Linked DNA regions of Mus musculus: all the other regions are linked to region 1. Evidence: chromatin contacts called from public Hi-C and promoter capture Hi-C data. All regions are on one chromosome and are shown on one strand. Each heading gives the region's core, a stretch centred on a gene start, on an enhancer-like site or on the middle of the called end of the contact. The rest is flanking DNA. Distances are from core to core; before and after follow the strand shown.

Region 1 (3,414 bases), core at 244-2,743:
AATTTTTAATTTTATTTTATAACAATCCAAGAATACATCACCCAATATCCCCCAAATACCTATAACTCGGCATACTATTTTTAATGAGAATTTCCTAGTCATGATGAGCAAAACCTAGTCTCTATGTTTAAATAATTCCTCCACCGGGCAGTGGTGGCGCACGCCTTTAATTCCAGCACTTGGGAGGCAGAGGCAGGCGGATTTCTGAGTTTGAGGCCACTCTGGTCTACAGAGTGAGTTCCAGAACAGCCAGGGCTACAAAGAGAAACCCTGTGTTGAAAAACCAAAAAAAAAAAAACCAAAAAAAAAAACAAACAAAAAACAAACCAAAACAAAAAAAAAACCCCTCTAATAATAACTTAAATCTCACAAAACAAAACAAAACAAAAACAAAACTGACCAAGAGGATTTACAATTTAAAAACAGCCATATCTATTTCATGTGTCTTCCCTCAAAGGGGATGCTTTGGTTACCTCGACTATGTTGTGCATATGAGGAAGCAGGCGATCCATCCGGACTTCAAGCAACATCACAAGCGCCCGGCACACGTTCTTCCGCACCTCTGCTTCCTCGTCGCCAGCCAGTGCAAAGAGGTTCTGTTGTACACGAAACACAGGTTCCCTCCTAGTTAGACCATAATTTCTATTTTCTCCTTTTTGATTTTGTGGGAAAAAGTCTCTTTGTGCACTGTGGCTAATCTGGAACTCCTTTGTGCACATACACATCTGGGGGTTGCACAAAGTACGAGTGCCCACAGAGGCCAAGTCAGTCCTTGGAGTTGGAGTTGGTTATGCGTCATCTGATGTGGGTGCTGGGAATGAACTCAGGTTCTCTAGATGAGTGGTACTTCCTCATTAAGCCATCTCTCCAGGCCTAAAACACCACTCTTAATGACAGCCAGGCTTTGTGTGCAGGGTATAGGCATGTAAGTGATGCAGGTAAGTAAGTACATGTGTGTGAGAGGAGTGTGTGCACGTGGAGACCAGAGGTATCCCACAGCCAGTCTATTATACTGCTATACCACCACCACCACCACCACCACCACCATTTTAATTAGGTGAGCTCACTCACTAAACCTGAAGCCTCACAATTCTTCTTGACATTTGTTGGTTATCAAGCTGAAGGGATCTCTCCTCCTTTACCCCACCCCAGTGCTGGCGTTATAGGCACACAATGCCATGCTTGGCTGTTTATGTTGAGTGCTAGAAATCAATCTGAGCTAAAGTCATATTACAGACTGAGCCATCTTCCCAGCTGCTCAGCTGTATGTAATTTAAAAAAAAAATTTTTTTTTTTGGATTGCTGTATGTGCAGTCCTAGCTGTCTGAAAGCTGAGGCAGAAGTTCCTGGACAGCCTAAGCTAGATCCTGTTTCAAAGACCCACCCACAAGCTAATTAACAAACTAATGGCACTGCATCATCCTCTGGGTGTAAGTGCTCACTTCCCTATTGGAGCAGCAGAGGGAGCCGGAGAACAACCCAAGCCTAGATCGTTGCTATTCACCAAGTCAACTACCTACCTACTAGTAGAGAGGAAAGTGAACAGTCACCACTCCTGTGCTAATGCTTATAAACTCCTCTAGAAGGTTAATAAGTGGGAGCATTACACAGAATAGTATATCCAATTGTCACAGCCCAAGATACTAATATTATTCATTTCATAGATTAATAATTAGCAGGGGTTAAAAATGTGCCAGCTGGTAAAGGAATTGAAACTAGCCTGCATGGAATCTTAGGTCCACACTGATAATTTTTGACTATAACAAGTTTTTACTAAGACCAAGCCACCTTTAGGATGGGCACAGAAGCTGGTGCCCTCTGGTTGTCCTGAGAGATCAAGAGTTCAAGGCCACTCTAAGATAGACACTAAAGCGAGAGAGAGTCCGCTCAGAGTGAGCATGTACGCTGTGTCCAAAGTCTAACAACCTGAGATTTGCCCCTAGCATTCAGCTGTTGTTTTGTTTTTTCAAAAGGGGAAAACAAAACAAAACAACCTGATGTAGTGACACTCGTTTGCAATGCCAGCAACACCTACAGTGAGCTGGGCTGTAGACAGAGAAGGCGGCCAGGAAGCCCGGAGGGAGGCCTGACAGTCTGCAGTCTATAGCACAGTAGCAGAAACAGGAAATTCAGTCTCAGCAAGGCAGGAGTGAACTGACAACTGTCCCAGGACTCATGCACACACCACTTCTTACAAATCCTTAAACACGCTGGGCTGGGTGGGGCGGGGTGGACAGGTGGAGGCAGGCAGATCCGGGAAGTAAGAGGCCAGCCTGGTCCACAGAGAGAATTCAGAAAGAAGCTGTTGAGAAAATTAAAATGACTCCATCCCTTCTTAGAATTTCAGCTTTTCTGCTTGCTGCAATCAGGAAGAGGTTCTGAAAAGAAACTGCTCTGCTTATGGACTGTGGCCAGATTATTATTTTTTAAAATAGATTTATTTATTTATTTTATGCATGTGAGTGCACTGTAGCTGTGCAGATGGTTGAGATCCTTCATGTGATTGTTGGGGATTTTATTTAGGACTTCTGCTCACTCTGGTTGGCTCTGCTTGCTCCAGTCAACCCTGCTTGCTCTGGCCCAAGGATCTATTTATTATTATAAATAAGTATACTGTAGCTGTCTTCAGACACACCAGAAGAGGGCGTCAGATCTCATTACAGATGGTTGTGAGCCGCCACGTGGTTGCTGGGATTGAACTCAGAACCTCTGGAAGAGCAGGCAGTGCTCTTAACCACTGAGCATCTCTCCAGCCCCCATGGCCAGATCTTAGTCTCTTTCACTAATCTATCATATTATTCATCCCCGTAGCAGCAGCACCCCCCCCCCATCCTGCCCTCACAAATCCCTCCACCATTACCCACTCCCCTTCTCCTCAGAGAAAGGGAATCCCCTCCTTGGGTACCCGCCTGCCCCCAGGGACATCAAAGTGGCAGCATGATCTTCTCCCACTGAGGCCTGACTCAGTCCAACTAGGGGAAGGGGATCCAATGGCTGGCAACAGAGTCAGAGACAGCCACTCCACTTCCAATTGTTAGGGGACCCACATAAAGACCAACCTGAACATCTGCTACCAGTATGTAAGGGCCTAGGTCCAGCCCCTGAATGCTCTCTGGTTGGTGGTTTAGTCTGTGAGCCCCCATGAGCATGACCTTATTCTTCTGCAGTTATGCCACTAAGACATTATTTAGTATTTAAGAGCTAATAGTTTTCTTGAGTCCTCTATATTTATAATGTAAATCAATAGAAAAACAGAAAGTTATTCCTAAATGGTCTGGCCTGTATACTGAGGCCATTTAAGACTACCATGTAATGCAGTTAACAGTCAGGTCAACATTATGTAGCTGTTCTTTTAGTATGTACCTTTGGATTGTTACAGGCCAACTTCATCCAATCTTACTAAGTATTTTGTGT
Region 2 (3,414 bases), core at 347-2,846, 72 kb before region 1:
CACTATGTTTTCTACAGCAAATGAAGTCTTACTAATTTTCATTTTATAAGGAATATAAATTTTTAACTAATAGAAGGAATTTAAAAATACTTTAATCATTTACATGAAGTTTATCTTCTAGGTGATTTGCTGTTGCTGCTGCACCCAATCCTAAGATTGGGTCTCACTCTGTAGCCTATGGAGGCTGCTCTCATACCTTCCCATCTCAGTCTCCTTATGCTGGGATTACAGGTCATGTATTACCACTTTAGATCACTTCAATGAGTTTTTAAAGATCACTGCTGAAGTGCAACAAAAATTAAATGAACTTTCAGAAAACTAGAATAGTACTTTATACATATTTAATTGCAATCTCAAAACCTAGCAATATTAAATCAATACACTGAAAAACTAATTTTCATGAAGCCTTAATCCTAGACAAAGAAGTCCAGGCAACCAAGAAACACTAAGAAGAAAAGAATAGTCTCCATGGCAGAGCTCCTCAGGGGGCTCCAATTCCAACAGTCAGCCCTGAAGTCACATACAACACTATAAGTACTAAGGGGGTTGTATTTATATGTTTATACATACATAAACATGTAAATCTATGTAATGACATTTAAAAAACCAGAGGTATGAATCTGAGTGAAAACAAAGGAGGGTATAGGTATGAAGGGAAGGGAGAAAATGTGGTTATATTTTAACTTCAAAATTTTTTATAGAAAAAGTTTCATTATCTTCGTACTGACTGATTCAGTAACTAAATGACATTGCCTACCAGGAATATATTTATATGTATGAAACAGACATTTTAAGTAGGTACTCAATATAGTCAGCCACATGCTCACAGTGACATTTTGTTGCATAATCATATATGCAACAACAGACATCAACGGCCATAACCTTATCACTAAGTTTTCTCATAGACATTTTAGTTTTTGTAAATATACTCTAAGATATTTACAAATAACAAAATTGCCTAACAACACACTGTAGCTTTAGATTTTTTACTCAACCTACTCAAATGGTTCTTAAATGCTTTAACCTCCCTTCTAGCCCACCACCCACCAGATGTAGTGAGAAAAAAAGAAAGGTTATTAAGATTTGGGGGAAGTGGCCAGGCGTGGTGGCACACGCCATTAATCCCAGCACTCGGGAGGCAGAGGCAGGGGGATTTCTGAGTTCGAGGCCAGCCTGGTCTACAAAGTGAGTTCCAGGACGGACAAGGCTATACAGAGAAACCCTGTCTTGAAAAACAAAAAACAAACAAACAAAAAAAAAGATTTGGGGGAAGTGGACCTGTTTAGAAATTGTTCTTTGGAGCAAATCCCATTTGCATTGTCAGGAAATCAATAGCTCAGTTCACAGGATTCAGCAGTGGCAGCTCGATCCACTGGCAAATACTTCATGAATATACCAGCAGAGACAGCCAGGCCTCAGCTGAATCAGCACAAGTCAGCAGGAGGGACCAGGACCACCAGGGACAGACACCGGGAGAAGTTATTAGTTGTGTCTCCCTCAACAAAGCAAATCAGCTAAGACCAAGAAGTGTTGCTGCAAAGCTAGCTCTACAAGCAAGCCTCTCTCACAGTCCACTGAGACCTATTTACACTCCCTTCAAACATCACATGTCTTCCATGGGTCTTGCCTCAGAATGAGTCTGTACCAGCTGATATCACTCTGCCAATTGGCCTGAGTCCTCCCTCAGAAGTGGCAAAAAGCTGCCAGAACACCACCAGAAGTTTTTTTGGTGCATTTTTCTCTATGGAGTCTTGACAAATGGAGCTCAACTGCGCAATGCAAAGTGGATCAATACTTGTGTGTCATTAGCGAAGACTCCTTCATCATTCATCCTTTCACATGTCTGCTTCAGCCAAACATCTTTTTACCTGGGTCTGCTTCAGCCAAACACTCCTTCAGGAATCCGCCTTAGTGAGACATCCTTTCACCTGTGTCCGCCTCAGCTCAATGTCCCTTCACTTGTCTGCTTTAGCAAAACATCCTTCCAATCGTGTCCACTTCAAGAAAACACTCCTTTATGTGTTTGCCCCAGCAAAACACCATCCGACAGAACTGGCTTTCCAAGGAACCCTTTAGTTTCCACTTTAACACACTTTGAAACTGTATTAGCACTAAGTGATATATATCACTGAATATCATTTTATTTACAAACTCTCAGATGTTTAGCAGAAACCCAATAGTCTCAAGAACTTTGCCTTAATAAATTTTCAAAAACAGCCAGAAATTAACTCACCCAAGTTGTGAATAATTGCTTGCAGATTTCGCTAGTTTTGTCATTGATCTGGAGTATGCCTCTTCTATTGTAGCTCTGTTAAATTAAATTGCTGTTATATTATCTATTGTTTAGTGATCCAAACATAACAAAGTTACAAAACTTTAATTAAAAATGCAAAAATGAAAGCCAGACAGTGGTGGCGCACGCCTTTAATCCCAGCACTTGGGAGGCAGAGGCAGGTGGATTTCTGAGTTGGAGGCCAGCCTGGTCTACAGAGTGAGTTCCAGGACAGCCAGGGCTACACAGAGAAACCCTGTCTCAAAAAATTAAAAAACAACAAAACAAAAAAAAAAAACAAAAATGAGAGCATGCTGCATGTTAAAAAGCCAGCAGGGGACCCCAGTGGATGTCTAAAACCTTGGACAGTGTTAAGGGCTATCCTAGTGGTTTGGATACCTAGTGTCCCCAAAAGTTCCTATGTTAAAGGTTTGGTCTCCGGCTGGTTAACCCAATCACTGAGAATGCAGGAGGTCATGAGGCCTCTGCCCTGAATAATGGATTAATCCTTTGGTGGATTTATAATCTGGAGACATACTGGAGGAATTCTGTAGCCTGGGCAGACAAAGCTCAACCCCAGCCTCCTTACCGTGCTCTGAGCTTCTCCTTATGTGCTCCGAACTTCCTGGTGATGTTAGGTAAGCAGCTCCTACCAGATCCTCTAACTGCTGCTGGCTGCCCTTGCCTCAGGGTCAGGGTAACATAAGTGAATGATCATGGGTAAACACTTTTGAAACTGGGAGCCAAATAAATCCTTTCCTATAGTTTTCTCAATTATTTTCTCATAACAATGGCAAGTATGAATAATAAATTTACATGTACAATAAATATTCTTGCCCTATGCATGTCTATGATATAATTTTAATTTTTAAGTTAGGCACGCCAAGAAATTAACAATAACAACTAATAAAATGATTACTGCAACAACAAAACCAGTAAGGCTAAGCATGGTGACACATCTATAATCCCGGCACTGGGGACGCTGAAGCAGGACAATCACAAATGTAAGGCCAGTATACATTAAGTCTAATGATCCCAGGCGGAGCTGTGGATAGGTACTCAGTGTAGTCGGCAACTTTACTGCTGTCCACCACGGTGAGGTGTAGTTACGATAATGAACCTGGACTGGGAAGATGGCCACC
Region 3 (3,414 bases), core at 431-2,930, 74 kb after region 1:
AAAAGGGAGGGAGGGGAGGAGGGGGGAAAGAAGAGAGAAGGGAAAGGAGAAAGAGTGGGAGGAAGGGAGGGAGCAAGGGAGGGAGGGATAGATGGACATAGAGCACTAAAGTTGTGTAGATCTTGCCCTTGTCTGGAGATGAAGTGTATAAAAGTGCTTTCGGTGGGAGCCAGGCTGTTAGAACACTGTTTGGACCATCAGCATCCCATGGTTTCATTAAAGACATCGTAACTCAGACCTGAGAGATACACTGCTAATGGATCATCACTGACTCGTCTGAGCCCTAATGGGGATTTCCGCTCTATAACTGCCTTTTGAGGAGAGACATGAGGTATCGAGGTCTCTTCTGTCTGTCTAGCTGATTCCTTTCTTACCACAGTCCTCAGGGCTCTGGTCTAGAGTGTGGAGCTGTCTGGAGATTTCTGCTAGTAGGGGTGAACTGGACATTGTATACTGGGTGTTCCAGTAGTTGCTGGCATCCATAGTATATTTGCTTTTTCACATCTAAATCTGCTGGTCATGGTGGCAGTGAATGCGCTTGATCCCAGCCCTCAGGAGGCTGCGTGGGTCTCTGTAACTCTACATAGTGAATTCCAGGACAGCCAGGGCTATACAGTGAGACACTGTCTTGAAACAATACAAACAAAAAACAATAATAAAAATCTACAGCCGGGCGTGGTGGCACACGCCTTTAATCCCAGCACTCGGGAGGCAGAGGCAGGCGGATTTCTGAGTTCAAGGCCAGCCTGGTCTACAAAGTGAGTTCCAGGACAGCCAGGGCTACACAGAGAAACCCTGTCTCAAAACAAAACAAAACAAAACAAAACAAATAAACAAACAAAAAATCTGCAGCACATTTTTGTCAATTGATTAATCAATCAATCACTTTTTGTGGTTCTGGGGATCAACCCAGTTCCTTATACATGTTGGGCAAACACTCTTCCATTGAGCTCCATAGCTCGAGCCCTTAACTGCGTTTCTCTTGCAAGAGTGCCCCTTGGAGACTTAAGAGAGAGCTCAAAGTCCATTCTTGGAAGAGAAACTAATAGGACAGAATGTCATTCTGGAGAAGCTACCAGATAACAGGAGTGACCCTCTGGGACGCAGTGATAACAAGACAATGACTGCATTTGTGGAGCAGTAATGGCCCCCCAGGAGGCCAATCCCAGGGAGAAGCAGGTTTCTCAGAGGCTATAACATGTAGGTGTGTGGTTTCCCTAACTTGGCTGTTAAAGAAACGTGGCCTTCGTGTGCACTTCTGTGGTCTATGGACTTCTGCTTACGCCTTCGTTATTCACTGCACAGCTATTTATTGGCTGTTGATCAAGCGCTGGAGCTAGGCTAGCTGCACAGGTACATAGATGGTTAACAGTCTGCCCTTAAGGACAAAACTACAGGGAGTTAAATATTAACAAATCTAGTGGTGAGGAAAAAAAATTTAAAAAAAAAAGAGGAGAGGAAGTGGTGGTGGAAAAAAATAGAAGCTGGAAGCACGGGCTTCCATGAATGTTTTAAATGCCTCGAATCAAACAAACATAACAAAAACAAACAAACAAACAAAACAACGAGAGAAGAAAGAAAACAAGAGACAGGGGAAATTCCTTGAAGGGAATTTGACAGCTGAAGGAACAGCATTTTGAATTTGTCAGACTTTAGAGAAAGCGAAGGCCTTGCAGCAATCACTAGGGAGCAAAAGTGCACGGAGAACAGGCCAACCAGGAAAGAGCTGCCTGTAGCAGATGTACAGCTTGCTCTTTATGCGGGTCCCAAACAACTGGAGTGGGGGTGGGGTGGGGTGGGAGTGGGGGCTACCCCAGGAGCTGTTGCCTGTAACTGGTATATGTTCTTTTAGCGGGGCTGCCTTGTCTAGACTTAGAGTGGGAGAGAATGCACCTAGCCCTGCTGAGACTTGATGCCAGGGTAGGGGGATACCCAGGGGCCCCCACACACTCAGGAAACAGGAGGAAGGATGGAGGAGGGATTGTGGGAGGAGGGTGACCGGGAGGTGAGGCAGTGAGCAGGATGTAAAGTGAATAAGTAAAATAATAATAATAATAATAATAATAAAATTTTAAAAGTTTTTAGTTGCAATTACATACATCCACATTGAAAGCAACAGTACAGTAATATGTGACATTTAATATGCTTAAGGGCATGTCATAAAATTATGAAGAAGCCACACAAGATCACAGAGGCATCACCACTGTCAATATAGATTGATGCAATAAAGTAATTTAAAGAGTGACTTAGGATTAGAAATCAAGAACAGAATAGCATGCATGCCCTATTGCAACTAAGAATAAGTCAAGTTTCGGTCTTTAATGCTATAGCAGTTATCACGTAGGGTGTTATCCATGCATAAAGGACCTTTTCCTTTAGGGAGGTTTAAGCATTGGTCCCTGGACTTAGACTCAAGGTCATACACATGCCAGGCTAGTCACTACCACTGAACTATCTCCCCAACCCTCATTCCATATTTTTGAGACAGTCTCACTAAGTTGCCCAGGCTGGACTTGAATTTACTCCGAAGCCAAGGTAGATCCTGACCTAGTGATGTTCTTGCCTCCTGAGTCTCTGGGATGAGGCCTATACTACCAGACCAGTGTTATTTTTTCAATCCATGAACATGTAAGTATACAGTGGCTTCATCTTCAAAGCAGAAGTGAAGCCGGATGTTCATTATCCCCAATTTACACAGGAGAAAACTGGGGTGAATGGATAATTACTTAAAATCACATAGCTAGTCAAGGAAAGAGCTAGGATTTGAAATTTCTGTATTCATTATTCCTGTATTGAGTCGCTTCTTTAGGAGAAAAGACTCCAAAACTTCTGGTAGCATCAACATTTACATTGTAAAAAAGAAAGCATGTGGGGAACCACGTGTTCTGCAGTACAAAATGGTTAAACGCGTTATGATTTATTCGTTCCAGAAATAAAAGTTGTTCAGCCACAGTTAGGTTAAGGTTTCTTTCCCCTGGCTGCCAGAGTACGGGCCAGACATTTCTCAAGAGTTACCTGTCCTTTTGGGTCTTCTCCGTGTTTTTATGTATTTGGATCATTTATGAGTGTTGGTAGGTCTTGTCCCAAATGGACAGGTCTCTTGTTCTGCTATAGTGGTCTATGGCTCATACAGTATGCCACTGTTGACAGCTGCTGGAATGAAAGGCCTTCACGAGTAGAAGGCACTTTCTTCCCTAGGTACGCACGCACACATGCTTCTGTGACCTCATATTTCCATTCTCATCTGTAACCCAGTATACTTCTTTCTTTTCTAAAAGATTTATTTACTTATTATATGTAAGCACACTGTAGCTGTCTTCAGACACCCCAGAAGAGGGCACCAGATCTCATTACAGATGGTTGTGAGGCACCATGTGGTTGCTGGGATTTGAACTCAGGACCTTCAGAAGAGCA

Evidence for each region. A called contact is a pair of places that touch in the nucleus more often than the background predicts. Capture Hi-C pulls out chosen DNA fragments and counts their contacts.
Region 2: a promoter capture Hi-C map of liver shows a contact between it and region 1. The contact joins two enhancer-like sites. A contact is called at or near these places in 1 of 15 datasets of contacts at CTCF or cohesin (the NIH/3T3 cell line), 6 of 484 Hi-C or Micro-C datasets (CD8 T cells, LSK cells, germline stem cells and 3 more), 1 of 115 datasets of contacts at active chromatin or transcription factors (microglia) and 3 of 9 other capture datasets (adipose tissue, liver and pancreatic islet).
Region 3: a Hi-C map of liver shows a contact between it and region 1, with 2.2 times the contacts expected there. The contact joins two enhancer-like sites. A contact is called at or near these places in 1 of 15 datasets of contacts at CTCF or cohesin (pro-B cells), 10 of 484 Hi-C or Micro-C datasets (B cells, CD8 T cells, the N1E-115 cell line and 5 more), 3 of 115 datasets of contacts at active chromatin or transcription factors (bone marrow-derived dendritic cells, embryonic stem cells and intestinal villus epithelium) and 3 of 9 other capture datasets (adipose tissue, liver and pancreatic islet).

What each region holds. Positions count from the first base shown.
Region 1 is chr13:98,866,573-98,869,986 of GRCm38.p6, forward strand. Tnpo1 (transportin 1) reads right to left here. Exons shown (of 24, transcript NM_178716.3): 8 at 474-596. Among named protein-coding and RNA genes, the nearest start is that of Gm34995, 52 kb to the left of the region's middle. Within about 2 kb of position 1,494, at least 50 of the 459 cell types and tissues checked have an H3K27ac peak or open chromatin away from gene starts, as enhancers often do. A contact at or near this core is called in intestinal villus epithelium and liver, where this site is marked.
Region 2 is chr13:98,794,060-98,797,473 of GRCm38.p6, forward strand. It overlaps Fcho2 (FCH domain only 2), which reads right to left. Exons shown (of 26, transcript NM_172591.3): 3 at 2,234-2,308. Among named protein-coding and RNA genes, the nearest start is that of Fcho2, 20 kb to the right of the region's middle. Within about 2 kb of position 1,597, at least 5 of the 459 cell types and tissues checked have an H3K27ac peak or open chromatin away from gene starts, as enhancers often do. A contact at or near this core is called in liver, where this site is marked.
Region 3 is chr13:98,940,866-98,944,279 of GRCm38.p6, forward strand. All of the region lies in intron 1 of Gm35215 (a long non-coding RNA gene), which reads right to left. Among named protein-coding and RNA genes, the nearest start is that of Gm35215, 3.4 kb to the right of the region's middle. Within about 2 kb of position 1,681, at least 40 of the 459 cell types and tissues checked have an H3K27ac peak or open chromatin away from gene starts, as enhancers often do. A contact at or near this core is called in intestinal villus epithelium and liver, where this site is marked.